Linked DNA regions of Mus musculus: regions 1, 2, 3, 4, 6 and 7 are each linked to region 5. Evidence: chromatin contacts called from public promoter capture Hi-C data. All regions are on one chromosome and are shown on one strand. Each heading gives the region's core, a stretch centred on a gene start, on an enhancer-like site or on the middle of the called end of the contact. The rest is flanking DNA. Distances are from core to core; before and after follow the strand shown.

Evidence for each region. Promoter capture Hi-C pulls out the DNA fragments that hold promoters and counts their contacts. Capture Hi-C pulls out chosen DNA fragments and counts their contacts.
Region 1: a promoter capture Hi-C map of liver shows a contact between it and region 5, with 3 times the contacts expected there. The contact joins the promoter of 4732471J01Rik here to the promoter of Map3k10 in region 5. A contact is called at or near these places in 4 of 39 promoter capture datasets (cranial neural crest, hippocampal neurons and liver) and 1 of 115 datasets of contacts at active chromatin or transcription factors (embryonic forebrain).
Region 2: a promoter capture Hi-C map of pre-B cells shows a contact between it and region 5, with 4 times the contacts expected there. The contact joins the promoter of Gsk3a here to the promoter of Map3k10 in region 5. A contact is called at or near these places in 4 of 39 promoter capture datasets (hippocampal neurons, liver, maxillary cranial neural crest and 1 more).
Region 3: a promoter capture Hi-C map of liver shows a contact between it and region 5, with 5 times the contacts expected there. The contact joins the promoter of Zfp568 here to the promoter of Map3k10 in region 5. A contact is called at or near these places in 2 of 39 promoter capture datasets (both in liver) and 1 of 115 datasets of contacts at active chromatin or transcription factors (astrocytes).
Region 4: a contact with region 5 is called in a promoter capture Hi-C map of liver, with 7 times the contacts expected there. The contact joins the promoter of Zfp383 here to the promoter of Map3k10 in region 5. A contact is called at or near these places in 3 of 39 promoter capture datasets (hippocampal neurons and liver), 1 of 115 datasets of contacts at active chromatin or transcription factors (astrocytes) and 2 of 9 other capture datasets (adipose tissue and liver).
Region 6: a contact with region 5 is called in a promoter capture Hi-C map of adipose tissue, with 3 times the contacts expected there. The contact joins the promoter of Zfp74 here to the promoter of Map3k10 in region 5. A contact is called at or near these places in 1 of 39 promoter capture datasets (liver) and 2 of 9 other capture datasets (adipose tissue and liver).
Region 7: a promoter capture Hi-C map of liver shows a contact between it and region 5, with 6 times the contacts expected there. The contact joins the promoter of Zfp790 here to the promoter of Map3k10 in region 5. A contact is called at or near these places in 5 of 39 promoter capture datasets (the C10 cell line, hippocampal neurons, liver and 1 more), 1 of 115 datasets of contacts at active chromatin or transcription factors (astrocytes) and 1 of 9 other capture datasets (liver).

What each region holds. Positions count from the first base shown.
Region 1 is chr7:25,393,368-25,397,306 of GRCm38.p6, reverse strand. 4732471J01Rik (RIKEN cDNA 4732471J01 gene) reads right to left here and starts at 2,594. Exons shown (of 7, transcript NR_015569.3): 1 at 1,354-2,594; 2 at 918-979; 3 at 331-617. It also overlaps a transcript of Lipe not described here.
Region 2 is chr7:25,235,899-25,240,186 of GRCm38.p6, reverse strand. Gsk3a (glycogen synthase kinase 3 alpha) reads left to right here and starts at 2,336. Exons shown (of 11, transcript NM_001031667.1): 1 at 2,336-2,809. The coding sequence starts at 2,527.
Region 3 is chr7:29,982,422-29,986,420 of GRCm38.p6, reverse strand. It overlaps Zfp568 (zinc finger protein 568), which reads right to left and starts at 2,466. Exons shown (of 10, transcript NM_001167872.1): 1 at 2,193-2,466; 2 at 1,095-1,161. It overlaps Gm31735 (a long non-coding RNA gene), which reads left to right and starts at 2,900. Exons shown (of 2, transcript XR_001778074.2): 1 at 2,900-2,988.
Region 4 is chr7:29,905,893-29,910,031 of GRCm38.p6, reverse strand. It overlaps Zfp383 (zinc finger protein 383), which reads right to left and starts at 1,515. Exons shown (of 5, transcript NM_001243908.1): 1 at 1,381-1,515. The coding sequence starts at 1,387. Zfp27 (zinc finger protein 27) reads left to right here and starts at 3,928. Exons shown (of 5, transcript NM_001037707.1): 1 at 3,928-3,978. It overlaps Mir7668 (microRNA 7668), which reads right to left and starts at 3,523; the gene lies at 3,465-3,523.
Region 5 is chr7:27,672,040-27,676,340 of GRCm38.p6, reverse strand. It overlaps Map3k10 (mitogen-activated protein kinase kinase kinase 10), which reads left to right and starts at 1,760. Exons shown (of 10, transcript NM_001290528.1): 1 at 1,760-2,998. The coding sequence starts at 2,317. It also overlaps a transcript of Zfp607b not described here.
Region 6 is chr7:29,951,746-29,956,035 of GRCm38.p6, reverse strand. It overlaps Zfp74 (zinc finger protein 74), which reads left to right and starts at 1,971. Exons shown (of 6, transcript NM_178384.4): 1 at 1,971-2,181; 2 at 4,146-4,290. C230062I16Rik (a long non-coding RNA gene) reads right to left here and starts at 3,983. Exons shown (of 4, transcript XR_003946630.1): 1 at 2,080-3,983.
Region 7 is chr7:29,814,002-29,818,149 of GRCm38.p6, reverse strand. Zfp790 (zinc finger protein 790) reads right to left here and starts at 2,078. Exons shown (of 5, transcript NM_146185.2): 1 at 1,861-2,078.

The DNA of each region.
Region 1 (3,939 bases), core at 1,345-3,844, 2.3 Mb after region 5:
AATCAAAGTGAAGTGGGAAAGAGCTCTAACTCAGGAATCAGGTCAAAGAAACCACCCTCTTCCCTGCATTCATTTGGGAAGGAAAGGGAAGGAAAAGGAAAGGGGAAAGGAAAAGGAAACGGAAAAGGAAAAGGAAAGGAAAAGGAAAAGGAAAGGGGAAAGGAAAAGGAAAGGGGAAAGGAAAAGGAAAGGGGAAAGGAAAAGGAAAGGGGAAAGGAAAAGGAAAAGGAAAAGGAAAGGGGAAAGGAAGAAAGAGAAATGGCTGAGCGGTACTTGTGAGGCAAACATCACACTAAACAATAGCAGCACAATGCCCAATGTGGGCCTTACACTTGGCAAGTGTGTGTAGACTAGCCGAACATCCAGGCCATTCACAGCCTCTGCTTCGAGACGGTCTCACCTCTGCCGCCCGGTGCCTCTACAGGGCCTCAGCGCCGTGGAATGACTAGATTTCATGGGGTAGAGAAGCTTGGGAGCAGGGCCTGGATAGGGCTGCAGAGGTCTGTGGCAAGATCCAGGCGGAATGGAAACAGCGTAGTGAAGTGCTGGTGAGCTGTGGCGCTTCTTCCTTGCCGCCTCTCCGAAGCAATGGCAGGTAACAGCCATAGGACCCAGTCCTGACAGGAGCAGAGGGAAGGTCAGAGTCCTGAGGGCCGCTAGTGATGGTCTTTCACCTCAGAGGGCCGTCCCTCCTCCCCAAAAGCCTGAGAGGTTTCTCCGAGGACAGAGTAATTAATGCTCACTCTGTCAAGAAGAAAATCGAGGCTTAATCCTCCCAGGGCAGCCGGGTTCCAGAAGCTTCTGGCATGGGCAACCCAGAAGCAACTGGGAGCACAGTGAGCCATGTGCGCATGTGCGAGTCTCGGGCCTCCTCTGTTTCCCGCCTTTTCCGGGGCACGTGGGCTCCCTCGACTTACGCTCCTTTCTGTAGATCAACCCTGAGGCCGGCGGTGTTGCTGTCTTCCCCTTTCCTTTGATTCTGGGGAATAAGGCAGGGCAGAGGGAGAGACACCTCATGAAGCAGAGCAGTAAGAACTAGGAGGGAGCGCGGATGTGAGACTGGAAGGTAGTTTGCTGAGAGGCCAAGGCCACCCTCAACTACAGCCTAGGACCCTGTCTGGGGGGGAAAAAAAAAAAAAAAAAAAAAAAAAAAACAGGGACGACCACGTGAGGGGGCGGAGGAAAAGGCGGGGCTTCTCCAAACGGCTACCAAGCGCGGCTACGCCCCCAAGTCGGTCCCCGCCCACGCCTTGGGTTGCCCGCCCCCTGCCCGCCCGCCCGTTCTTCCGGCTCCCGGGGCAAGTGGGCGGGCCAGGTTCAAGGAAAGGTGAATGAGATGGCGAGGGTCAGCACCTGCACAAGATGACTGAGAATTCTTTGTTGGGGTGACTCTAACGCGACTCCTCACTATTCCTGCTGTGAGGGCACTTCTCGCTGCTTCCAGGACTGCGGGTTTTTTTTTGGTTTTTGGTTTTTGGTTTTTTGTTTGTCGTTACGGTGCACTGCGCGGTTCCTTTAATCTGAGCAGATGGGCGGGCCAAGACCTTCAGCCCCACCCATTAAAGGCGGAGCTCCGCGAGGAGCCTGCCCAGGATTGGATGGTTTGGGGGCCTGGCAGTGGTGTGTAACTAGGATTGACTCTAAGAGAGGAACTTGATCGCTGGAATTGGGCCCCGCGCCAGGACTGGAAAGAATTGATGGAGCCGGCCGTGGAATCGGCGCCCGTGGGGGCCCAGGCCTCCAAGCAGGGCAAAGAAGGATCGAAGAACCGCAGTCGCAGGCGGTGGCGAAAAGGCAAGATCAAAGGTGAGTCGGTAACAGCTTAAAAGAAATCCCGCACATCCTGCGGGGGACTGGGGACTGGGGGAACTGACCCACTTCCACGAGGGGGAAGAGACCCGTGGACTGATCCACTGCCGTCCTGCGCGTGGGGGGGGGGGTGATGTGAGAGTAGAATGCCCCACCGAGACGTAAGGACTACGTCTGTCCCAGTGCGGTCTTTGGGGAAGTGTCCGAAATGCTCGTCTGTCGGAATAAGGTTCTCTCTCAGGTTCCTTTTTCTGTGTGGCCAAGAGCTGTGCCTTTAGTGTTTTCTGTTTCGGTTCAAGCGGTTTTCATGTCTTCTGCCCTCTTAAAAGAATAACGTAGAAGGGTTTTTAACCGCTTTTTCTAAATAAATAGAATGCAAAAGGTAGGCAGAAGGGGCATCCGGTAATTGGAAGAGCTCCTTGCAGCCCCTTCTTACTCTCTCAGTGAATCCATCCATCTGCTCTTTGACAATCGACCTTCATCAACCCAGCAACCCTGGGGCGACTTGCAAAACATGAGAACTTTTACGTTGTCCTTAGAGAAAGGAGGGAGTTACCATTTAGCTTCCCTGGATCCAAAAGGCTGGAGAAACAGTGGCAGAACAACCAAAGATTTTGCATGGCTCAATCAGAGCAGGCATTAAGTCCTGGTTTGGTTATGAGTTTTGTCTGTCTTGTGGCGCTGCTTACAGCCAAACCTAGGGCCTGGTGAACACTAAGCAAGCCCTCCGCTATGCAGCTCCACCGGCAGTCCATGGATCTTTATCAGACTCCAGGGACAGGTTCCTGTGCAGGCAAAACCAGAAAAAACCTGGCATGGCTTACCAGACCCAAAACCCCCAAATTCATCATTCCTCATCCTCCTTTGGTAGACAAGTGTTGGAGCTCAAGCAGGACCCTGAAGCCTCCTATCCCCCAACAAAGACACATAGCAGAACACTATGCTTTGAAGCGATATGGAACCTCAATCGCAAAGACCCATTGTACCAAATTGCTATGAATGTGAAGTAATGAACAGGGACCTTTTCTCAATTTTTTTTCTGAGCTCCCAACAGGCATCTGTAGGGCTGTTGTCAGATTCAAATGTGTGTGTTTTGGAGAGGTGTATGTAAGTCTACTGTCTGGCTGAGTGTGCTGAGTAGAGTGTCTGACTCTACTAGACACTGGTCTCCCTAAGAGTAGGGTTGTGTCTGCCTTGTTTACAGGGAATGCCAGACACATGGACATTCAAGTATTTATTAGATTGATAAGCAAAGGAATGTGTGAAGTGTGACGTGGAGCTGTTAATAGCCAAGCTGCCCTTAGTGTCATGAGGAGTCAGAAAGAATCTGCTTGAGTAAGGCTCCTCCCTTGCACGGGGTTCAGGTAAGCACACTCACAAAGGCTCGCAGCTCTGAGAAGTGACTGTCATTTCCTGAGGCCCTTCCTAGTGCCAGGCCTCAGACCTGTGAATCAGATCCCACCTCTGCCCCAAGGGTATCCTGACTGGCTGGAGCCGTCATTTATCCTTGTGATCTTGCCACAAGTAACTGGATGAGACAGCTGTCATTATGATCAGCCCATTTCCCAAATGACGACAGAGACACAGAGGCACTGAGCTGGTTGGGTTTCCTGTACCTGTCCAGTGAGGGCAGGGAGATGGATACCTTCAGCCTTCTCAGAGCAGGGAGTGTGGAGCTGACAGCTGTTGTATGCCTCAACCTTAATTCTGAATCTAAAAGGCTCTAGTCACAAAGATTTCATCCCGAGACAGACATTCAATACCTAGAGGTGCCAGGCTTCGGCTTTCTGTAACTAGCAGGGCAGTCTCAGTAGAGCTGAGGACACAGATGGTAATAAGACTGTTGTTGCCAGGCATGTGCCGCACACCTCTGATCCCAGTCCTTGGGAAGCTGAGTCAGTTCAAGGCAAGCCCGGGCTACATAGTGAGTTGCAGGTCAGTCAGGGCTACAGAGTGGAACTCTGTCTCAACCTCTCTCATTCACCCATTTACAAAACATTGTAAACAAGCCAGTATGATAAAAGGAAAAATCCTGGAGCTGGGGATGTAGCTTATTACTGGAGTACCTGACTAGCATGGACAAAGCCCAAGGGTCTGTCTCCAGGACCACACACAGTAGGCATCATAGCA
Region 2 (4,288 bases), core at 1,087-3,586, 2.4 Mb after region 5:
GGCTAGGGATGTAGCTCAGTTTGTAGAGTGCTTGCTTAGCACACACAATTCTCATCACCAGAAAACTGTCTTGGCAACACTAGTCTGTAACCCAAGCACAGTACAGGCAGGAAGATGTCTTCAGCTTCATAGTGAATTTGAGGGCACCCCGGGCTACATGCGACCCTGTCTCGAAAGAAACAAAAACAAGACATTTGTCCCTGAGATCTTTGCTTCCAACCAGAAAGTCCTCCATACACCTTTCACGACTTTTACAAATGAATTCATTCCAATTAAAATCCCATTTGTAATAGCCCTCCTCCAAAGTATCTCCATGGCTCTCGAGGCCAACGTCTCTTCCTTGTGTTTCTTAGCCATTCCTCATTCATGGCAGCCCAGAGGTTTTCCCTCACACCTTTCATAAGTTTCCCTTGAGAGTTCTCTATAATTCCCCAAACAATTGTTTTACATTGCTTATATCAAAGTCTTTAATCTCTTCATGGACCCCCATCAACTCCTCCAAACATCTTTAGAACCTGCTTAGACACTTGGAAACATCTTACAGATCTTTGAATTTGCTCTCCAGTGCCGCACAGATCTCAATGCCAAGAACGGTCCCCTGGGCAGGTTCCACGAGTTCTGGCGGTTAAATAATGTGTTCTATCCTGCTACATAGCCTAGTGAGATTCTTTGATCCTATACCTAGGGGCTTGACTTCACTTTTCAACTGGGAGCAGCCGTCAGAGGGCGGCAGCCACCATGCGACTGTGTTACTCCAGAAACTCCCTCTACAGTCGAGCGTGAAGCGTCTGCAGGCTTTGCGAAGAGGGCGGAAGTACCCGTGCGTTGCCTTCTGGATAACGTAGTCTTTAGAAGCGCTAGCAGTACCTTCTGTCTCCATTCCGTGTCCACTGAGAATTGCAATAGGGAAATGACTGAGCAGACAGTACTGTAGGCTTCAGAAAAGCCCCAACAATTAGGACGAACACAGGCTGCGAGTAAAGTAGAGCACAGACTCCGTTTCTGAGGCACGAGAGCTGACAGCATTTTGACCTCTGTCTCTGCGCCCCCCCCCCAGCCCCCAGTTTCCTACTTTGGTGCGACTTTTCCCGGGTATTAATTGATTAACAGGAGACTCGACATACTCAAGAAAGCTGAAACTCCTTCGTGTAGTCGGCTCCCTTCATTCAGATTATCTAGAATCCTGTAATCTAGGAAGAGGATAGACGCAAAAAATTGGGGGTTCAGGACAGAAATTCTCTCTTTTTTTAAATCCTGCAGCTCATCTTCTTGGTCCTAACCATATTGCTAGGGAAAAAGGTAGACTATCGGAAAACAAATGTTCTGAGGCATAGTCGGGACTGTTTACTGTACTAAATCCGTTGAGAATGTAAGGAGACGTTATTCTCTTCTCTATATGTGGTTGCTTGGGACTACTTTTTCTAGCACTCACTTATCGGTTTAGGTCTTAGACCTAGGGATCAGAGAAGACATTGTAACACATTATAGTCTCCCTTGGGAACAATTGTCCTTAACCTTTCACCTACACTCTCAGCCACAGTACTCCCTTTGGACTACAGCTCCCACGAAGCCCCAGAGCCTAGCTTCACGAAGAGTCAGAGTCTACTGTGGATTATTCCCAGCATGCTTCTGGTTGCTGGTAGCTCTCATCAGCCTCGTCAATGGTGAGGCAATATTGAACTTCATTTCCCAGAAGACACCAGGCTCATTGAAGCGACGCGCATAACTCTTGGTGTCGACTACATTTCCCGGAAGGAACTGCGACGCTGCTAGCTGGCCTGAGAGAGCGCGATGCCTATTCTACTTCCTATCAGTTCCTTCCAGTTACAGTATCTACTTAAGGTTTGAGGAGCATCTGAGACTTCATTTCCTATAGTGCTTTATCAACCATTCTACACCTGCAATGCGGTGAGGGCGTGGTGATGACTCCATTTCCCAGTGTGCTTCACAGCCAGAGTACTAAGTATTCACGGGTGCGGACTCGATTTCCCAGAATGCACGCGGTGCAGGAAGTCACCGATGGCCCACAGATTGGGTGGGTGGCTGGACTCCATTTCCCGGCGTGCATCATTCTTGGATGCTGCTCAGTATTGGAGTGGCTAAGATTTCGTTTCTGAGATACTCTAAGGGACTTGCTTTTTCCTCTGTGTAGTGAGTGTGTGGCTCTGACTGTGTTTTTCAAAGTGCTTCCAAGTTAGCTTTTGGCAGAGTCGGGTGACATTAGCCAGGACTCTATTTCCCGGTGTGCAGCGCGAGCCGTCACACCCCGCCCCCAGCAGTCAGCTACTCTGAGGGTTTGAGAACTCCATTTCCCAGAGTGCTGTGCGGGTCGAGGGTGGTGACAACGAAGCCGACGGCAGAGGGACTTCATCTCCCGGCGTGCCCCGCGGCGGGCGCTGGGCCGGAGCCGGAGCCCGAACGGCGCGGCCTGGAAGAGGCCGGAGCCCAGGGGAGGCGGCGGCAGAGGCAGCGGCGGGGGCAGCCCAGGCAGCCCGAGCCCCGCGGCCTGGGCCTGCGCTCGGCGCCATGAGCGGCGGCGGGCCTTCGGGAGGCGGCCCTGGGGGCTCGGGCCGGGCGCGGACCAGCTCGTTCGCGGAGCCAGGAGGCGGAGGCGGAGGTGGTGGCGGCGGCCCCGGGGGCTCGGCCTCTGGCCCAGGAGGCACTGGCGGCGGGAAAGCGTCAGTCGGGGCTATGGGTGGGGGCGTGGGAGCCTCGAGCTCCGGGGGTGGCCCCAGCGGCAGCGGCGGAGGAGGCAGCGGTGGCCCCGGCGCGGGCACTAGCTTCCCGCCGCCGGGAGTGAAGCTGGGCCGTGAGTACTTAGGGGCGCCCTGTGGGGTGGTGATCTGGGTTTCCCAAGCGCATCAAACGGCAACCAGATTCTTTCATGTACCCAGAGAGAAGCTCGAGGTCACCGTGCTGCTTTAAGCCAGGATCGGAGCTTTCTGTCTCCGAGATAAAGGAGTTTGAGGGTTTACCATCACTTGGAGTTTAGATTCAGAATTACCAACACCCAAGAAACAGAGGTCACAGGTCCTATTCTTCCAGTTATCAAGGTCTCGAGTACTTGACGACGTTGCCATCCACAGGAGACTAGGATCAGAGGTCATAGTTACTTGCCAATTTGATCTAGGATTGTTGTCCCCTAAGAGACAAGAATATGATTTCTGTCACTATCCTGTATGAAAAGGGGGCTATTCGTTTCCTTCCCATCAAAATTGGTGATTTGGATAGGATATCCTTTAGAAACACCGATTCAGAATTATTAATGTTTCCACAGAAAAGGGCCAGGTTTAAACCATACGGCCTGACATTATCACCTAACCCACTGAAAACGTTTAGACTTGTAGTCAGTCCTCGATGATGGCAGTAAATAATCACTATTGTTTATAGATAAGAATAGCTTGGGAATAAACACAGGCTTCTAAGAAAGCTCATTGTCAGTTTTCTTTTAAAACAAGGTGAGGGAGCAGGGTTCTTTAGCAAAAATGGAGTGGGGGGGCACAGGTCACACCTCTTATAAAATATGGTTTTGAAGTGGCTGGTACTGGCTCTGAAAAAATAAATAGCCATGTGGTAGTATTTTTCAAAATATCCCTCACTGTCCCCCTTGCAAATTGCCTTTGTTGGTAAGTTTCCTAAAGGGAGTGGGTCCCTAAGAGTGGCAACTAGGCTTGCTGCTACTCAGAGACAGGGAATTGGAAACCAAAGCTTTCCTTCAAAGGCATCAGGCTGGGATATGCCTTCAGCAGTTGTGGAGTTGAGCAGCTCCATTCTCAGGCTAGGTACTACTCTGGAGCACACAGAGGCCAGACCAGTGCCCATAACAATGTAGAGTAGTTGGTAAGAGTAACAGACCCCCAACCCTCCAGTCCTTATCCCCAAGTGAGGGCCAGGGCAATGGCTCTTCAGACCAGCTTGTTTCTGTTACTTAGGACCTCTGCCAGGAAGGATTTAGAAGTCAGTGCTCTGGCTGTGAGGATTGACAGTGTTTTTTTTTGAGGAAGGAACACCCCCGTAGTTTCTGCTCCTTTGTGTGGAAGGTGGTACCTTGTACCTGCCCTGCAAAAGGGAAGAAAGGCTGGGTAGCCTGGTGTGGCTGGATTCTACACCTGAGGTGTTGGTGGCCCCCACCAAGTGATTTCACTGCTACTTGCTAGAAGTAGAAATTTGTAGGTGCTTTATCCACCAGTGGAAAGTAAGCTTGAATGTTGGTGTACTGCTATATGGAAGACAGAATTCAAGGTTTCCTGGAGGAAGCGCTAGGACATAACTTCTCCCCATTCTTAGG
Region 3 (3,999 bases), core at 1,217-3,716, 2.3 Mb before region 5:
TCAGATCTGCAGCCCTTATAGGTCAGTCAAAAACCTAAAAATAGAGTAGCCAACAAAGTCACAAAGTCAGGCAGCCCCTCCTCCTGGGTATAACACGCAAACCGGCAGAAAGCAAGGACTTTGTCCTTTTGTTCAGAGCAGTGCCGTCTGCAACAGCCAAGTAGTCGTAGCTTGTGTTCACAGGTGTTCACGGACTCAAGGGGAGACTAAAAGTATTTACTCATACACAACGTATTGTTTAGGGTTTGAAGTGAATTCTGACACTACTAACCCAGGAGTTACGAAAGGACAGGACCTCTGATATTAAATACTTAGAATTCTCAAATTCCGACAGAGAGCAGACCCCTGATTGCTGGACCTGGGAGTAAGGAGGAAAGGGGATCACTGTGCTGACTGGTCCTGTGGAAACCGCACTGTGGTTGGTGACGAGAGGATGGTGTGAATGGCTGTCACTGACCATGTGACTACGATAATGAATTGTATATGGCGTATTTACCACCATTTATAAACATACATATTCACGTAGACCAGAGGAAATACATCTGCTCACCTGGGATTGCCCTCCCACCCCCACCTCCCTTTGTCTTTGTTTTTCTTTCACTGTATCTTGGATTAGCCTCAAGCGGCCTTGAATGTGAACTTCTTGAATGTCAGCCTCCTGGATGCTAAAATCACAGGTATGTGTCACCACACACAGCTTAAGAATTTCGGGCAGTGGTGGGGCACGCCTTTAATCCCAGCACACGGGAGGCAGAGGAAGGTGGATTCCTGAGTTTGAGCCCAGCCTGTTCTACAAAGTGAGTTCCAGGATAGCCAAGCCTACACAGAGAAACCCTGTCTTGAAAAAAACAAAAAAAAAATTTTTTTTAAAGTATTGCAACATAATGTAATATATTACTCAAGGATGACAGAAAGAGATGGCTAGCTAGTTTGGTGTACAAGCATGTAAATGTCTTGTTTAAGTTTGAGGTTTTGCTAAGTACACACAGACAAGAACAGAAACCAAGCCAGTGAGGGGGGTACCGAAACAAGGTAAATATAAACAATAAAAACGTGTTTTCAGTAGTATGATAATACAGCAGAATTAAACTCACCTATTAACAGTCAGGCCAGACAAATGAGTTTAAAAAACACTCAGCTGATATGTTGCTCATGAGAAACCTGAAACATAAAGACAAAGGGTTTGGAATATAAAATTTGTGACAAATGTAATTTGAGAGAGAGAGAGCTAGTGAGCAAGCTAGAGAGCAGAGCTAGAGAGTGCACACAAGAGAGTGCAAACAAGAGCACACTATCATCAAAGAGCACTTGCACTAAACGGTAACACCCAGTATAAAAGTATTTCTAGAGATTTCTTAATGTGGCAAATAGTTATTTTAATAGACTACAAGCTTACCCACACAACTTTTCTTTGGCTAAATATGGACACATTTGAAGCAGAGGTTTTTTAGAGTCTTTGCATGATCTCCCCTGTGCTCCCATAATCCACCGTGAAAAGAAAATATGTTTGGAATCAGTTCTTTTTAACTTGAGCACCAGAAAACAACAAACAGAGAGCAGATCTGAATTTCAACCAAATACAGCCTGGATCAGCTAAATGCAATGAATCTGCTAACAACGTGAACTGAAGGAATCCCAGTTGGTTTGCTATTGAGCTTAGGAATTTTTTTCAGCCATTATTAAACTAACTTCAGGGCTGGGAATGTAGCTCATTGGTACAGTTTTTGCCTGGTGTGATTGAAGCGTTAGATTTAAATTCAACACTACAAAGGTAAAAGAAAGAAAGAAGAGAAAAGAAAAGAAAAGAAAAGAAAAGAAAAGAAAAAGAAAAAAAGAAAAAGGAAAAGGAAAGGAGAGAAAAGAAAAGATTTTTTTAAAAATTAAATAAGCCAAGCAAGCCATTAGGTAATAATAGAAAGAAAAACTGAAAAAAGTTAGAGAAGAAAGTGTTGAAAGGGCGGCAATGAGGAGGGGGAAATCATTAGAAAGTACAGATTTTTTTTCCCCGTAGTTACGAGTTACGCCAAATGCTACACACCTAAGAACTCCGCGGTACAATTGCACACGCCACGCCATCCCCACACTCACCACACCCTTACTCAACCCCTTACCACCAAACATGGCCACGACAGGACACTCGCTCTCGCACAACCACACCCCCTCCAAATCTCCAGAGTAGCACAAACTCTTACCAGGTTTTTGGTTGCAGCTCCGAACAGGCTTGAGTCCCGCCTTCTGGCCCGGAGCTCTCCGCAAAGCTGTGACCCGGGATACTCCGAGCCCCCCGAGAGCCCGCGCCCAGCCCGAAGCCCACGGCCGGCGCAAACCGGACCACCCGTGCCTCTCCCGTGGAGAGGTCCCCGCAGCGCCACCAGCCAAAACCTCCCGAGACGCAACCTCAGAGACGCGGCATGCGGGCCACGCACGGCCAGCCCCTCCACTCGGGCGGCAGCGCGCGCCCGTTATGTCCCAGAGCACAGGTGCTCCCAGAAGGACCCGCGGCCCGACCCAACTTCCGGTCAGAGCTCGGCTGGCGTTTCCTGTGCTAGGGACAGGAGTCATGGCCGAAGGCGCCGAGGTGGCTGAGCCCATTAGCGCGGCGAGACGGTGACGCCGCCGGCGAAGCAGCGCTGGACGTGAGCAGCTGCGGGGACGGTCTTTTCCGGAACAACCAGAGGAGGCGCTGGGGGCGCTAGGTGGCTGTCCCTTTGTGGACTACATTTCCCAGAAAGGCTAGTGGCCTGTCCAGCCTCTCGGCAGGAGCCTTGCGACTGGGCGGACGCAGTGCCCTGGAATAGTTTTTGTGGTTGTTTGTAATACATTCTGATAGCTTTTCTATGAGGACATGAAATGTCTGGTCGTTGTGGAGTTGTGGCTTAAGTGTAAGACTGTGCCTACCTCTATGTGGCATCTTGCATGTAACCATGGGGCTCCTGTCACCCGAGTGGTTGTGACTTCAGAACTCTGCTCCTGGGAACAATCTCTGAGGTGAGGTTTAGATTCGCAAATTGGTCAGGGTGCCAGTTCTCTCCTAATCTCCATTCTCTACGCAGGATGGATAATGGGGACAAGGCTGGTAATGATCTCTGGCCTGGCCAAGAAAGACCTGGAGGGTCACAATTTTTTTATGTCTACTCCCAGTTTTACCCATTGCCAGGTCAGTTACCCAAAAGAGGCAAAGAATGCACTACAAACCACAAAGAGCCGGGCTTTCCTTTGTGCCGAGCCCAGAGTGATCCCAGGTATTGGACGGCCGCCCCCATCTTACTGCATGCCCGCAAGCCTTACTTTCTTTCAAGCTGCAGTAAAACCACCAGGCCTGGGCGAGCTCCCTAAAGGCTGAGATAAGACCTCTGTCTTAGAATAGCCTTGAGCCTGAATGAACATCCTCCTACCTGCCACACCCTGGGCTCCAGAACTAACCCTCAATTTACAAATTCCTTCTTTATTGTTCCCTGAACCTCTGCTCCTGCCTTTATGCTTCAAAAGGAGAAAGGAGACTGCTCTCTCCCTTTGTCAAAGGTCGAAGCTGACTTGTGACCCTAACCAGTTAGAAGTGTTTTCCCGGGGGGGGGGGGGGGGGGGAGGGAACGGGACGGGGGGAGGGTATAAAGTTTACTTGTGGTTTATTTCCGACTTTCTTGGTCCTTTCCTCATTATTTGCACACCCCATGACCCCAACATCTGAATGCCTCTGGAAGTACTTGCTTAATGACGACTTGTCATTTGAAAATAGATCCCTATATTGTCTCCATTGGAGAAAAGAATAGCTATACCTATTATTAAGTCAGAGAGAGGCATAGAGGTAGCCATGTTCCAAGCCTGATTGCAAGCTAGAATAATCGGCTTAAGTTTAACTGGTGGGAGACAGAGCAGGTGGATCTCTGTGAGTTTCAAGCCAGCCTGGTCTACAGAGTGCGCTCCAAGCCAGCCAATGTTACACTGCAAGACCCTGTCTCCGAAAACAACAATAATCTGTGTACACTGTTATCATTTGAT
Region 4 (4,139 bases), core at 266-2,765, 2.2 Mb before region 5:
GTTCTTATCTCACTGGGGGTCTCTTAGGACAGAAAATTGGAGTCACTTGGGCAGTCAGAGGCACACCAAATCTACAAACCCACAGCTGCTGTCAGTCACCCACCATGGAACCACATATATCCTCACAAGCACACCCTACCCAAATGACAGCACAACAATGTATGGTTGGATAGTCACAGTCACACATCCATCCTGAGGATGAAATCACAACCACATTTATAGAACCCTTAAATACAACACCACATAAAACCACAGTGCTACAAACGGGCACAACAGGAGACTCACGGCGGAGTCACACAACAGTTATAATCACTTCCAGTTGCCCTCATGAAATTTTACACAATCAATACACAATACACATTCAACAGAACATAACAGCCCCTAAGACACACATACTGTCAGCTTGACAATTACATGCCATCTTCCAATTGTAGTGAGAATTCTGGAATTTTGGTTTCATTAAAAACCACAGGAATAATAAAAAAAAATTGAAAAAAAAACCCACAGAAATATTCTGAGAGTATGTCTCTGCTTTAATTCCAGGTGCGTGTGGGGTGCGTGTGGGAATATGGGGCTACCTCAAAGCAGCTCATTTACCTGTGCTCTAGCATAGGTATGGGTTTGCCAGTGGCAGATAGTTTCTGCAACTGTGTGGCATTTGAAATTTTGAGGACTTTTCAGAGGATACATAAATGCTAGGGTCCAGACAAGCAGGATTGGATTGGTGGTTGTTCAGGGAGTATGGTAAGGTTTGTTAGCAGTCATGATCAAAGAAGAAACAAATTAGAGTCAAGGATCTCTCTCTCTTTTTCTCTCTCTCCCCCATCTATTTTTCTTTCGCTCCTATCTAGCAGGAGGGTGGTGTTGTGTGTGTGTGTGTGGGGGGGGGGGGGGGGTATAAAGGGTCGGTGAATAAAGGAACCCACAAAGTAACAAAGATCAGCTACATCCAACCATGCTCATGGTATCACATAAAGTTACATAATCACACTCAAACATCCTCACAGTCACAGGTACCCAATACACATAGTATACAAACATACAGACAGTCCCCCTCTGATTAACACTCTTGGAAGCATAATTACTGGCTATCTGATATATCCCTCATACACAGGTGCTATACCGTTACACACAATAGGTCCAAACACATTGGGACACAATCACACACACTGCCACAAAGTTATTAATCACATATAATAAAGAAAACGTGCATACGTACACACACAGCTCTGCGCATGTTCACAGGTCATTGACACACCCACCAAAGAATCCTAAAAATCACAGCCACGCACTCACTGCGTCCTAGAGTCACTTAAGGTCACACTTAAACAGAGCCAAAGCCTCACTGCTGCTCATCCTGCTAGACCAGCTCCCACTGACCTGACATCTCAGATACTGACTGGTATTTCCCTTCAGACCCCAGGGCCGCAGCTTTGGAGCCTTAACAAGGGCCTATAGGCCGCTCGCCGTACACTTTCCCGTCCCCGGACGACGAGGGTCCCGCAGGCAAAAGAAGGGGCTGCCTAGCACTCGCGAACGCTTCTGGGAAATGTAGTCCGCGATTGGAACTGGCGGGGAAGATGGCATCCATTCTCGGATTTCCCGCCAGAGCACGGCCTGAGGCAGGCCGAGGAGCTCGTTCCGCATTTTCAATTTTGTGCGTGAAATTCCTAGACAGATATACAAACTCGGACAGAAACTCTTACAATGCATTGAGCCCCTTCCATGATAGGGGGCCAATCTCAGAGAATCACTGTATGTTTTTGGAGTAGGTTTGCACCGGAAGTTGTGTAGAGTCGCGTGTATTTCTGGGAAATGTAGTCTAAAAAAGGAACTGCGTGGCACTGGTCTCCTGGAACAAAGTTGTTGAAATGATTTCTGAGATACCACACCCTGAGTCTGGACATTTCTGGGCCTTGTAACTCACTGTAGGAATTTTCAGGATGACGACAGATTCTCCGTTTTACCCTTTTCTGTTGGCGAGGCTCAGCATAGGATTTATATGATCCATTTAGGTGGCATATAAAAAAAAAGAATGAATATTAGTTATTAAAATCTATCAGATTTAGGAAGAATTGTAAACGAGTGGTTGTTCCCGAATAGGTATAGGGTTCTGTTATAACGTAGTGAAAAAAATTCTCTTCGAATTTTTATTTATTTTGAGTCTGGGTCTCACTCTAGGCGGACTTGCAAGTCACTATGCAGACTTGGTTTGCACTAAACTCACGTAGATCAGTCTGTCTCTGTCTCACAAATGCTTGGACCAAAGGCAAGCTTCATCATACACTGGGTACACCGTTTTACTTTGGTGTTTATGGGACTCATTTCTATATAAATATTTCCTTTCTTAGCTGCACAATATTCTATTTTATGAGTTATGTGTATGAGTTTGTATATCTAGTCACACGTTTGTGGTTGTTACAGTAATCTCTAAATTAGTTGATTTTAATAAAGGAAATAGAAGCGTTTGTTTACAATTCTTCTCGCTCTCTCTCTGTCTTTTGAGACAGAGTGTAGCCCTTGGCTGTCCTGGAACTCACTCTGTGGACCAGGCTGGCCTCGAACTCAGAAATCTCTGCCTGCCTCTACCTCCCTAGTGCTGGGATTAAAGGAGTGTGCCACCATCGCTGGCTTGTTTTTCCTGTATTTGCCTGTAAAGGTCAGAAAGGGATGTTACATCACCTAGGGTTACAGACAGATTTGTGAGCTGGGAACAGAACTCCGGTCCTAGGCAGAGCAGTATAAGCAAGCATTGTTTGTTTGTTTGGTTTGGTTTTTTGAGACAGGGTTTCTCTTTATAGCCCTGGGTGTCCTAGAACTCACTTTGTAGACCAGGCTGGCCTCGAACTCAGAAATCCACCTGTCTCTGCCTCCCGAGTGTTGGGATTAAAGGCGTGCACCAGCACGCCCGGCCCTATTTCAGCTTGTAATGTCAGTCTTTTGAGCTTAATTAGATATTTAGAGGGTGAGCCATGGTATTAAATTAAGGCTTCATTTACACACTAAGGAGATTGCTATCCATTAATTATATTTTAATTTTACGTGCTTTTAATCACATGTTGGTGCCATCACGCCTAGCATTAAACTATTCTTTTTCTTACAGCTGCCTACTAGTTTACTTGAGGTGGTTAGAGTGGAGAATAACGGAAACGGATGGGCTTCACCCATGCATTCTTCTCTGTCCTTCCGACACCCTGACGTGAAGGGAGCTTCACGGCGGTATCTTCCAAGGGATTTATCCCAGATTCTACTTTATCTCCCAATGTGGTTTGTCTTGTTAAAGATTTTGACACTCTTCCAGTTGCTTCTGATACTGGTCTGATGCTCTTGGAGTTGCTGGTTTTTTTCTACCTTTTTCATGAATGGTTTTTTTTTTTTTTTTTACAAAGTGGATTGTACCACTTTGATTTGTCCCCTCATTTCCACATGGTTTCTCCCACAAGCCCTCTCAATTTTTTTTTTTTCTCCTCTGAATCCCCTGCACCGCATGGTTTCTTCCACAGAGAGCAGGTTATTCAGAGTGGCAACTAGGTTTCTCAGTGTTACAGAACTCATGACCCCGTGTCCAGAAGAACCTCCTCTTATCGGATGATGCTCGGACGTGGGCCACAGTGCTTGGGTCTACGTTCTTTATCTCATTCCGTGTAATCTGGCTGGATAGCTATTCCTCTGCTGTACGGAATGCGTAAATTTGAAAGATGGCGGCCTACGCGGCATCTCTGGGCACGACTATGTTAATCGATCCTCCTAAGGAATTGTGTACAAAGGATCTTGAAGCTATGTAAGCACGCTGTGGGTTATTGGAGTCCTCTGGCATCGGAGGTAATGCTGAGCATGCGCAGTACTAATAGCCCAGGGCCTTTTTTTTTTTAAGACCGGAAGTGACCTTGGTGCTTGAAGGTGGTTCCCTCCCCCTCCCCCTCCCCCGTGCTGCTTCCATTGAGTCTTAAGGGCAAGAAGTCATCCGAGATGATTCCGGTTGGTTTCAACTAGAATTCTGTGGAGTCAGTAGTGTGTGCCTATGTTGGGAGTTAGTGACCGGGTGCTGTCTGCTGTGTTGATGGTTGTCAGTGGCAAGGATTTCTCCGATCAATAACGGAACTCTGAGTTTTGGAGGAGGGAGGTCGGCCGGGTGATGT
Region 5 (4,301 bases), core at 511-3,010:
CGAGTGCACACGCGCACACACGCGCGCGCGCGCACACACACACACACACACACACACAGGCATTCAATGCCAACCAAGCTGCACATGGAGAAGCTAAGAAGACAAGTTGCAGGGGTCAGTTCTCTCTTTCCACAACGTGGGTTCTGGGCTCAAACTCCAGCTTGGCCATCTCACCAGCCAACAAGCATTCTCGATAGACCCCTAGTTTCCCTAAGCAGACAACAGGAGACTTGTTAGTCAGCTACAGGAGTAGTATCACTTCCTGTGATCTTTTAGCATCAGTGTCTCAGAATCTGGCTATGAGAGTTCTTAAAATTCTTCTCTTCCTTCCTCTATCCAGAGTCTCAAGCCATTTAGGATCACCAAACTGGAAAGACCCAGGATTCTACCCCCTGACGTTTATAGTTCTTGGACAAGCCACTGACGTTATACAGGACTCACCTTCTGCATTCTATACATAGAAAGGCAGCATTCTAAAAACATGGTGCTGAGGATAAGTTAGAAAAATATATAGGCAGGTAGAGAAACGGCCTTCCTGCCAGGGTTGTTTCCTTCCTTAGAGAAAGGTTAGAAGGACAAATGCCTAGGCAAAATGTTAAGATGAGAGGACCCATAAGTCTTATAAAATGCTAAACACAGAGCCCTTGTAACGACTCCCAACTCAGCGATTGTCAGCTTGCCTCAATAAAGCTCCACACACGCACACCTTTGTCCCTCTCAGTCAGTTCTTTGCCTGTCCCACAAATAAACTCAACCAGAATCTTAGTTACCGTAGGGGGCAAAGATGGGTCAGCTCTAAAGGGCATATGCTGCTTTTGCGGAGAACCTGAATTTGGGTCCCCAGCACCCACATGGGGTGGCTCACAACCGCCTGTGACTGAAGTTTCCAGGAGATCCAACGCCCTCTTTGGGTGCGTGCACGCACGCACGCGCGCGCGCACACACACACACACACAATTTAAAAATACGATCACTGACAGTGTTTGTTTTTCAATTTTTCAATTTCTTTTAAACTGCCCTTGACTCTTGCTTTGCCATTTATAATTTAGCAATCTTGAACAAAGTGAGTTTGTTTCTCTGAGTCACCTGTAAATGAGGCTCTTCGTGAAGATTTAATGACATCATCTGAGCAAAGCCCCCACCCCCGGAAACCCCTCCTTTCAGCCCCCTCTCTCCAAACTGAAGCTCATTATAGGAGGCAGAAGAGTATAGACAAGTTCTTACTGCAGATGCCAGTGATCCCATAGCTGGTGAGGCAAGCAAATCTGGCTATGAAATCTTCGAGACAGTACACTTCGCCCTCCAGCCTGCTCCTGCCCAAAGAGGCAGCACAAGTCTGTGCGTTAACTTGCTCCAGTCACCCATTGCTCTCTGAAGCAGGTGGTTCAAGGAGCGCAATGGTCCACGAACGAACTACATTTCCCAGCATGCACTTCCAGCCAGGGACCCTAGAGACTATCCTGCGAACCTTGTCCGAACCGCTTTAGGAGTATCGGTCCGTAATCTCCATTCATTCAGCTCCTATGTTTCCCTTGGCTAAATGAGTCAGTTACCGTGAACTCCAACATGAACGGGTCTCCTGCAGGGCTTGTAGAAAGCGTTGGTTCATTCGCCCTGATAGGAGATAGGGCCTAAGGACCAGGGCTCATGTAGCCTGGGACGAACCCAAGGCCTCGCAGCTTGGGACTACAACTCCCAGGCGGCATCGCGGCGGCAGCATAAACACGTCACTGGACACCGCCAAGAGCCCCGGCGGGGAGAGGGACTTAGGGGGCCGACCAGGAGCCGGCTGAGGAGGATGGGGGCCGCCCACGCGTTCCTCGCGTGAGGAGGCCGAGGGGCGCGCCACCCCATCCCGGGGCGGCCGCCCCCGGGGCGCCGCCATCCCTGCCCGGCCCTGCGGTCGTGGCTGAGGATGCGGAGCCGGGGGCCGCCGGTGGAGCTGCGCGGGGTGAGAGGCGCGGGGAGGGGCGGCCGCTTGCTGCCCTCGGCCTCGGCCTCCGCCGGCGGGCCCCGCTCGACCCGGCCCTCCCTGCGCCCTGACATCGTTGGGGACAGGTGAACCTAACGCCTCTCCTGCACAGCCAAATCCGAGGGATCGGTCCTATCGTTTGAAAAAGGTGTTTTTTAGGTTTTTGGGGTTTTTTTTCTTTTTAATTCCTTCGCTCCAGCGGAGGCCCCTCCCCCAGCTATGGTCCCCAGGAGCCCCCCGGGGTCCGCAGGGACTGTCTCCCATCCCGGCCTCCCGGCCCCGCGCTCAGCATTCCGCGGGCAGCCTGCGTGAAGCGGCCTCCCGCAGCCCCCGGCCCCTCCCCCATGGAGGAGGAGGAGGGGGCGGCGGCCAGAGAGTGGGGCGCGACCCCCGCGGGGCCAGTGTGGACCGCCGTGTTCGACTACGAGGCGGTGGGCGACGAGGAGCTGACCCTGCGGAGAGGCGACCGCGTCCAGGTGCTTTCCCAGGACTGTGCGGTGTCTGGAGATGAGGGCTGGTGGACAGGGCAGCTGCCCAGCGGCCGTGTGGGCGTCTTCCCCAGCAACTACGTGGCCCCCGCTGCACCCGCCGCACCCTCAGACCTCCAGCTGCCACAGGAGATCCCCTTCCACGAGCTGCAGCTGGAGGAGATCATCGGTGTCGGGGGCTTTGGCAAAGTCTATCGCGCCGTATGGCGTGGAGAGGAAGTAGCGGTCAAGGCCGCTCGGCTGGACCCTGAACGGGACCCGGCAGTGACAGCGGAGCAGGTCCGCCAGGAGGCCCGGCTCTTTGGAGCCCTGCAGCACCCCAACATCATTGCCCTGAGGGGCGCCTGCCTCAGCCCCCCAAACCTCTGCCTGGTGATGGAATATGCTCGGGGAGGTGCATTGAGCAGGGTACTGGCAGGTCGCCGGGTCCCCCCTCATGTGCTGGTCAACTGGGCTGTGCAGGTGGCTCGGGGCATGAACTATCTACACAATGATGCCCCTGTGCCCATCATTCACCGGGACCTCAAGTCCATCAACAGTAAGTGGTATCCTCTCTCCCAAAACTCTTCCGCTGAATCTTATGAGGCCAAGCCCAGATCGTTGGAAAGGGCAATGGACAGCAGATGGCACTGCATGGGGCAAGCAGGGCCAGGTGAAGGGGGACTTTGGTTGTATTAATAAGAAAAGGGAAGCTCAGAAAGGTCTCTTTCATTCAGTAGGTCAATGATGGTGTATCCATGGCACTATGACAGTCCCTGTGTTCATTGCCACTTGCAGAGTCTGTCCTCATGATGCCCACAACCTGATCGTGGCATTGGAGTCTACCAGGCAGAGATGGACAGAGCTGGCTTAGTTGAAGCCAGGGCTTCCCAAGCCTGTCACAAAGGTTAACCTTTGTGGTCTTGTCATTGGCAGAGCGATTGTTCTGTGCACTTTATGTTGTTTGGTGGCCTTAGGGCTCTATGCACAAGAGGTCATTAGTACTCTGCAACCCTGCTCCCAACTATCAAAACCAGAAATGTCTCCAAACACTTCCTTGTGTGCCTTGGGATAGGGGTGGGATGGGGCAAATCAAAACTGTTCTCTAGATGCTGCTGGCTCTCCAGCAGAGTGGAGCAGATGAAGGCGTTGGGAAGAGAGTGGCTGATAGAAAACACTTCCAGGCTGCTTTGCCCGGCACAGGTTCTACAAAGCTGGCTGACTGGTTGGTTGAGTCAGCAATGGGCCAAGCAGATGGGAAGGGTCCCTAGAAATCGATCATATCTAGACCAAAAGTATCTCAGGGCATCAACAAATATTAGTGGGCCCGCTATTAAGTTAGGCCATCTCCAAGCAACAAGACACCATGGTTTCTTTCCCTGAGAGTCCTCATCGATGAGACATTTCTTTCTTTCTTTCTTTCTTTCTTTCTTTCTTTCTTTCTTTCTTTCTAGATCATTCTGGCATGTGCTAGATACTCCTAGGTATACAACTGGGAAGACTTTGCCTCCTTGGGCTCTCCCATCCTTGCTGAGCCTCATTTCATATCTTTCATTTTTGTCTTTTAAATTGATGGCCTCAGCCTTGCATTTGGTATTCACAAGGCCAGAGCATGTGCAGGGGGCTCCACAGCAAATGAGGCCTGCACTTCCCTGCCCTCAAGTGGGTCATTCTTAACCCAGGAATGTGAGACCCCTCCCTTCGCCTTCAGTACTTACCCCTCAGCAGTCCCTTCTTAGCTGTTGGTTTATGTTTGCTTGATTCCACTCTGCTGTTTTGTATAAGCTTGTTACTAACTGCAACTTTAGCCCCTAGAAGAGAGGGACTGAGTGGTTTTCATCTCCTCAGCCTGGCATTCATAC
Region 6 (4,290 bases), core at 722-3,221, 2.3 Mb before region 5:
CTTAATTGCTGAGCCTTTTCTTTTCTCTTTCTTTTTCTTTCTTCCTTCCTTTCTTTCCAAGATTTATTTATTTTATGTATATGAGTACACTGTCACTGTTTTCAGACACACCAGAAGAGAGCATCGGATTCCATTACAGATGGTTGTGAGACACCATGTGGTTGCTGGGAATTGAACTCAGGACCTCTGGAAGAGCAGAGGGTGCTCCTCTTAACCACTGAGCCATCCCTCCAGCTCCTTGCTAAGCCTTTTCTCTAGTCCCTTCACAGATCTTTTTGTGGGATGGAACCCAGGTTGTCAAGCATGCCAGGCAAGCACTCTGCCACTCAGCCATGCCCTCCGTATTGTCTTCATCTGACTCTGTACTTCATTCAAACACATAGTATTTTTCTTCAGGAAAAATTTCAAGATTTTGAGAATAATACCTAACTCTCTGAGTGTGTATGTATGTACACAATTCTTGGAGTGTAACAGTGGAAAACATGATTTGCTGGGTTAGGCAAACATTTCTGGAGTCATGTGTGCTTGATTGTGTTCACAGTATATATGATATTTGTGATGTTTAAATGTGCTGTGGTAGATTTGTGGAGAGTGTCAGATTGAGTCGGACAAACGTTGAAGGGTTAGAATCATGGATATGTGTTTGTGTATGGAATTCTCTGTGGTGTCTGATTAGGAACCAACACTGTATGGGAGAAGCTATCTGTGGTGCTGGGATAGACAGAAAATAAAAGTTAGGATGGGGGTGGGCCTGTCAAACAGAAGCTGGGCGATTTATCTGAGCTTGAGGCCAGTTTGGGCTACATGTCAAGCGATGGCAAATTCAAGAAGTTTATTTGACAGCAACAATATTATGAAAGGAAAAGAGAAACAAACTATTGCTTAGAGTTCTATATTCTGTGTGAAATAAAATAATGTTGCTTAAATACTATGATAAAGGAACTATGTACACTATACTATCTATCTAAAGCAGGGGCTGAGAGACAGATTAGGCATCAAGAGTACTTGTTGCTCTTGAAGAGGACCCATGTTTCATTCCCAGAACTCTCAGGGAGTGGTTCACAAGCACAGGCCACTCCAGTTTCGGGGAATCGGATGCCCCCTTCTGGTCTCTCTGTGTATTGCATGCATGAACTGCAGACAAAATACTCAAAACACGTCAAGTAGAAATAAATAAACCTTTAAAACAAACAAACAAACAACAACAACAACAAAAAACCCTTGTTCACTAAAGAGTATTATCAGGACAATAAAAGGACAAATTACTCCTACAGCAAGGGTGGAAAGTATTTGTAAAAACGTATATCTAATAACGTCCCCCTCCCCAGTGGTGATTGTTTTGTTTTGATGGAGAGAGAACGGCTAACTGGTACAAGGGTCTAGTTGACTAGTAAATGGCTCCGTTTCCTTAGGATCTAGTTAGTATGTAGACATTGCTCAGCAATGGTGTTTACAATCCTACGTTAACAGTCCAGTAACACTGTCGGTCAGAACAAGGAGTCTACGAAGTATAGACAAAAGCATGTTTCTGACAAAATTGGAAGATAGCAATGAAACGCTGCAAGAGAACACCCAGCCATGATTACAAAAGTGGTTGCAAATTCACACAGTTTTAAATGTCACTGAACTTCAAGGTCTCTTAACTCTATAAACTCCACACCCTGACCCCATAGTCTAGTTCTCACACACACGTATTCACGTAACTCCTCCTTCTGCCTGCTACCAAGAGTTTGTGACTCCGGAGGACCATCCCCATCATAAAGAGGTAGACAATCTCGGGAGAGAGCCCTGATCCAAGGGAACTAAACAAACTCAGCCGTGCTCTCTTCCTGGCTCAGACTCCCTAACCCTGAAAGTCTCATAGCCGAGGGCCAGTTTTTCATTTGGGTGAGCACAGGTCTCGGGCCGCGAAGGGCTCTGGGAAATGTAGTTCAAAGCAAGAACGCAAGGGATCCTTTCGGATTCTTCTCAGTTGCAAGTTGCACCCCCAGGCTGTGAATGCCAGGCCGCGGGGTAGCCGCTGCTACAAAACCCGCCCAGGCTCAAGCCGGTCCCCCTGCCGCAGCGCCGCGCCCTTACCCGAGCCTTGGCCACTCTCCTGACTCGCACGCCGAAGGCCAGACCCGCCCGGCGAGCCGCGCGGCCCTCTGGGAAGTGCTACCCTGCGCCTAGCGGACCCAGGTTTGTGGGTCTTCTTTCCCAGCCTAGCAGCACCAGGCCGTAGCCCGGAGGCTGTGAGCCTTGGGCGGCGTCGGGTTGGGGGATCGAGACCCGTGGCCCGGCTCAGCGTTGAGTCCCGGAAGCCGTGAGCTGGAGGCCAGGACTCTTTGTGCTGGGTGGAAGCCAGGGCCCTGTAGAGCGGTCGCGGGTGTGGGTAGAGGACGGGATGCCTGCGGTTTGCAGCAGCCGTGATGTGACTATAATTTGCTCGTTATCCTTTATGTGCCTTTACGAACGTGGGTGCACATGTGATGGCTGAGATAATGAATGAATGCATTAATGAAAAACTCTGTGGGTGGAAGTTAGGCGGGTAGGATTGTGTGGAGATGTGTGAAGACCGCGTTTGAACGAGTGCTACCTTTAGCCGTTTATAATAATTGAAAATATTTTTATATGAAGCATCAGTATCTCCAGGACTTGACTATTTTCCTGTATTGACAAACTGTCTTGTGTACATGACAGGCGAAATTCATTTGCCTTGCAGCCCAACTCCATTTCCCAAATAGCAAGATACAGAAAAGCCCAAAGACTAAAAATTATTTATTTCTCCTAGTCAGTCATGCAGCTCCTGACAAATTGACTTCTTTACACTCGTGAGCATGAACGCGTACATTTATGTGCTCATATAAAGAGCATGGCCTCTTAAAAGAGCAGTAACGGGCTGGAGAAATGGCTCAGTGGTTAAGAGCACCGGCTGCTCTTCCAGAGGTCCTGAGTTCAATTCCCAGCAACCACATGGTGGCTCATAACCATCTCTAATAGGATCTGATGCCCTCTTCTGGTGTGTCTGAAGATGGCTACAGTGTACTCACATAAAATAAACAAATCTAAAAAAAAGAAAAAAAAAGAGCAGTAACATCATATATACAGTTCTGTAACTTACGGCTCTTATTTAACCATTGATGTTGTTAACATATTGACATCAACAATTACACATTTCAAGTGTATACCATTTAAACACACACACACAACACACACACACACATATATATATCCTGATTAATTTCTGTTTTCAACCTCTTGAAGTTATAAACCAAGTTCATGCAGAACTGTTTGGCAATGCTGTAATGTACCCCATTTCCTCCCTCATACCTCCTCTTGTTTCCTCCCTCTCTTCGGGTGGCTTTTAGAAGTGGAGTTGATATGTTAACAAGCATATCCTTATTAAAATCTTCCAAAATCTAAATAATTATACCCAATGTAAAGTTCTAACATCCTACAATATTACTGAAATAATCAATGCATCAGTATTTCAGTAATATTGGAATAGAGATATACCCTGGATAGCAATGAATACTGTAAGTAACAGAATCTTTACCTTCATAGTTATAAAATAAAATTTAGGTTGCAATGAGAGACCAAACCTTTTGGGTTCAGACTCCGTCTCCTCTTAGAGAACCTGACCTAAGGTGGAACTTAAAGTTAGCTAACAGGCCAATAGCTAGCATCAGTTTCCAGGCTACACCCCAACAAGACCTGTGCCTACCAGTTTCCAGGTTACCCCCCAACAAAACCTGCTTCTGGCACCAGATCTGCACCTCCAGGTTACAAGCCTGACCCTGACACTTCCCTTCCTAACAACCAACATAAGGAGGAAAGCAGGAGTTAAGTTTATGGTTTGGCTTAAATTTATATTAAAGGCCATAATGAATCCCCAATCAGGTGTGCACCAGGCTAGATACCTTCTTCTTGCCTCTATAAATGCTTGCCTGAAACTGAACTCAGGGCACCGTGTTTCTGCTGTGTCAGGGTTGGCAGGGAGCCCATGAGACCCTAATGTGACTGCATTGGATGGGGCTCCTTGGTGGTCTTTTTGGGGTTCATGAAGGTTTCATGGCACAACAGCAGTACTCGTTAGCAAGATCAATCATTTAAGTAAAGATCTCTTTTGTGATTTGTTTCCTAAGGTGGTGCTCTGTTTTCAGCTCTCATTTTCAGAGTTCTTCCTGCGCTGAGGAGCCTTTTATAAACTCAATATTTATTGAATGTTGGACATATATCAGTCAATTGTTGGTGTGTGGGATATAGCAGCGAACAAAAGAAGCAGTGACCCCCCCCCCTCTCATGATG
Region 7 (4,148 bases), core at 829-3,328, 2.1 Mb before region 5:
TCCGACTGTTTGCTTGCTTAAGTTCCAGTAGAGGAAGATGGTTCATATCAACTAAAACTTAAGAGCCAGGCTTATGAGGAAGTCTTGAAGGCACTTCAATGGTGTCAGCCCCTCAATGGGCATCTGTGCCAGGCATGGTTCTCATTCGGCTACTGAGCTTAGAACTCCTTCATGGTTCTGTCCAGCAGTCTCTTGCTCAACTAGGCTGCATCCAGTTCAGTGAAGTTATCATCTCCCTACCTGAGAGTGGATGATGCAAGACTTGAATTTTAAATCAAATACCAACTCACTGGAAGGGTGTGATGGGGCTCCCCCACAGCCCTAGCTAGCACTTGGAGAGTGGAGCTGGGAGGGTCCGGGTTCAGCCCTAGACTCTGAACTGACATGTATCCTGTTTGAGACCAGCGTAAGCTACAGCCTATCTCAAAAACAAAAACTACCACTTGACAACTGTGCTTGGTCTTTAATGATGCTACCATATGTGTGTGTGTGTGTGTGTGTATATACACACATATAGATACATATATATGTATACATATATGTGTACATATATACATGCATGCCAGGCATGGTGGCCCACAACTGAAATATCAGCATTGGCAGATGAATCTTTGAGTTCACTATGAGTATGTATTTAAATAGTAAGTCCTAGGCTAGTCAGGGCTACATAGAGAGGCCCTGTCTCAAAAACAGAAAGGGAATGGGGCAGGCTTATGGTACTGAGGTTTCTATTTAATTCAGATAAAGAAATGAGATGACATTTACCTTCTAAATCTGGCTGATCTGGACACACACCGTTGCGGCTGTGTCCACTGACTCTGGATGCTATGGACACACACCGCTGTGGCCGTGTCCACTGACTCTGGCTGATATAGACACACACCGCTGCGGCTGTGTCCACTGACTCTGGCTGATCTGGACACAAACCGCTGTGGCTGTGTCCACTGACTCTGGCTGATATGGACACACACCGCTGCGGCTGTGTCCACTGACTCTGGCTGATATGGACACACACCGCTGCGGCTGTGTCCACTGACTCTGGCTGATATGAACACACACCGCTGTGGCTGTGTCCACTGACTCTGGCTGATATGGACACACACCTCTATGGCTGTGTCCCACTGGCTCTTAAGTACTGTGTGCAGCTTGTTTTAATCATGGTGATGCTGCTCTCTGTAATAAACTTCCGTTTATCACCTTCTGGAGCAGGGCATGGTAGTTCACACCTGTTATCCCAGACCTTGAAAGTCAGGAGGACGGCCTCTGAAGGGTGACCAGGGCTAAACAGCAAGATCCTGTCTAAACAACAAACCAACAGAAACCACTTGACAAGAGGATCTGGAGTTCAGGTCAACCTTGGTTATAAAGAGAATTGCAAGCCAGCCTCAAAATCAAACCTTACCTGTGTCTCCTCAGGAACTCTCTAGAGAAGGGACGATGTCTGCTTGGGGTACCCTGAGCGTTAATAACGCCCCCCCCCAAAAAAAAACCACCCCGACTGACAAAACACTGTGTTAAAAATAAAAAGTCGGCTATATTGCCTGTAGATTGCCTACGCCGCACAATTAACTTACAGAAAAATAACAATGCTAATTAGTTATTATCAGCTATACATTTTCCCTCCCACAGACACTCCAGAAGACCGCACTTACTAATCGTAATTTGAAAAGAAAATGAGATTTAGGAAGCTTCCGCTATCTCTATAATCTCAGCCACTCCTGTACAGGGATCCATCCAGTCGAGACCCAATCCCCAAGAACCATTCGATCCGCATACAATGTCTCCTCCCCACAACAGCTCGCTCCACTCACAAAGCGCCACAGCTCGAGCCCAACTCTTGCTCACGCTCATTTTCCTTACCTCGCAGTTTCTCTGCCGTCCAACTCCTCCCAGATCCAGCCGCGCATGCAATCTAACCTCCCTATGCTTTCTCTCACACACGCTCAGGGCTGTCATTGCGTACTCTTGCACCTACAGGACGAGGCTTCCTCTTGGTCAGACTGCCAATGCTGGGTTGGTCTTAGCGCTGGGGTCCTACATTCCGGTCTGTGGCCCCAACTTCCAGCAGGAAGTCGAATTCGGAACAGCCTCCTTAGACAGATTTCCGCCTGGGGATTGGATGACTCAGCCTACTCGAGCCATGCGCCTCCGGTCACCAGCACGGCCTTGAACTACATTTCCCAGAATACCTCGGTTCCCTGGAAACTCGCAGTGCTGAGATAGTGCTGGGTCGAGGAGCCTGATCTAGGTCTATGAAGTCTTTCACCGCTGGGATTTCCTCACGATTCCGACGAATAGCCGAACACTTTGTATCTGTTGTTCAGGCCACAGCTTTCAGCCCCTGACATTTCCAGGCGTTGTATTTCCCTCTCCTGGGAGCCTTTTTTAAGGAGTGGGCAGGGTACTCCTGACAGGTTTGGGGAGAACTTTAGGGATAATGAGACGCCTTTGGTGCCAAGGGTTTGGATGCACCATCCTGTGCAGTGCAATGAAGCTGACTCCGGGAGATCCGGAGCTGTGTAGAATTGTTATCATGTGTCTGGGTGGTAGTCTAGGGGATATGGAGGCAGAGAGGATTCCTTGATTGGTGAGTATGATCGCATCCATTGTGTGTGTGGCTGGAGTCTGTGTGACCGTTTTGTGCCATGCTTTTTTTTTTTTTTTACCAGTGTGAGGTCCCTCGAGTGTGAGGTCCCTGGGCTTTTGTGTTTGTGAGCATTTGCCTAACTTTGGGAGCGTGTGAGGTGACCGACTGAGGTGTGACTGCTTCCCAGTGGACCTTTTCTAATTTCGGTAGAGGTAAGGTGAGGGTGGGGGCAACAGTGACTGTGATTGGCTCTCCCTGTTAAGGCTTCCGTGTGGGGTGGATTGTATTTTCGTTTGAGGCACCCATAGCTTTTGTGTCCCCGTGGTGTGGGATTAATTGGAGAGTCACTATAGGTGAGGCAACTTTGTACCTTTGTGACTCCAGCCAAGGGGACTTGTGTCACATCCTGGGGGTAGACTCTGTCCTTATCTACAGTCACCCTACTTTTGTCTGGTGTTTCCATTGCATAGGAAGCCCCTAGGCTTCTCTGATTTCTTGATAGGTGCTATGGCTGTTGGGCCAAAATGATCTCTGAAATGGTTGAATATGCATCTACAAGAGCCTAGTGTGTGTCACACTTTTTTTTTTTTTTAATTCCCGAGTTCTGTCCTGTAGCTTATGATTTCCTGACATCCCTTTACTTTTGTCAAGATGTGGCTTGTTTTCCTCCTGTTGAAAATTCTGGCCCATCCTGTGACTGCATTCCTGTAGTGTACCCTGAAGTGGAAGTTTAAGGAAATGTCAGGTGATGCAGACCCATGTGATATTTGGAGAGAGTATAAATAGGAGTCAACCCACAGTGACTAGTGTATAGCTAGCTTTGCATTGCTTTGCTGGTTTCAAGTCTTTGCTGATCTTTGCTTCATTGTACCGTATTAACTGCTCTTAAGTCCTTTATCATCCTCCATTTACCTGATTTCTTTTCTTTCACAACACAAAGGACAATTCCATGGGCTGGTAGACTCTTCTACATGTTGAGCCTCCAGCTGCTCTTATACCAGTTGTCCAAGCGCCTGCAATTTGTTGTTGTTGTTGTTATTGTTGTGGGCCATCTGCCATACTAGTCTGTTTAATAACCATTTTAGAGGCAAGGTTGTTGGTGCATCAGCAGTGTCCACTTTTATAAGTTTGGAAATTCAGTTGCTATGATGTCCTGTTTTGGATCATGGGCACAGCTTTTGACTTTTTTGATCACCTGTATTAATACCTTCCCCAGGAACATCTCCCATATCACACCTGGCTTCCTCATATGCTGTCCCTAGAACTGCAGAAATATTTATTTTAGTACCCCACTGTTGTAAAAGATCCCTTCCCCATAAGTTTATGAGTAGATCAGCCACATAAGGTCTCAACTTACCTGTTTGCCCTTCTGGTCTCACACAGGTAATCCATTGGACACTTTGTCTTATTCGTGATAACTTACCGATTCCTATAAATTGTGTGTAAACCTTCTGAAGTGGCCAATCTGGATTCCAAAACTTTTGGGAAAGTATATGTCTTAGTTAACATTTTATTGCTATGAACAAACCCTATGACCAAGGCAACTCTTATAAGGACAACT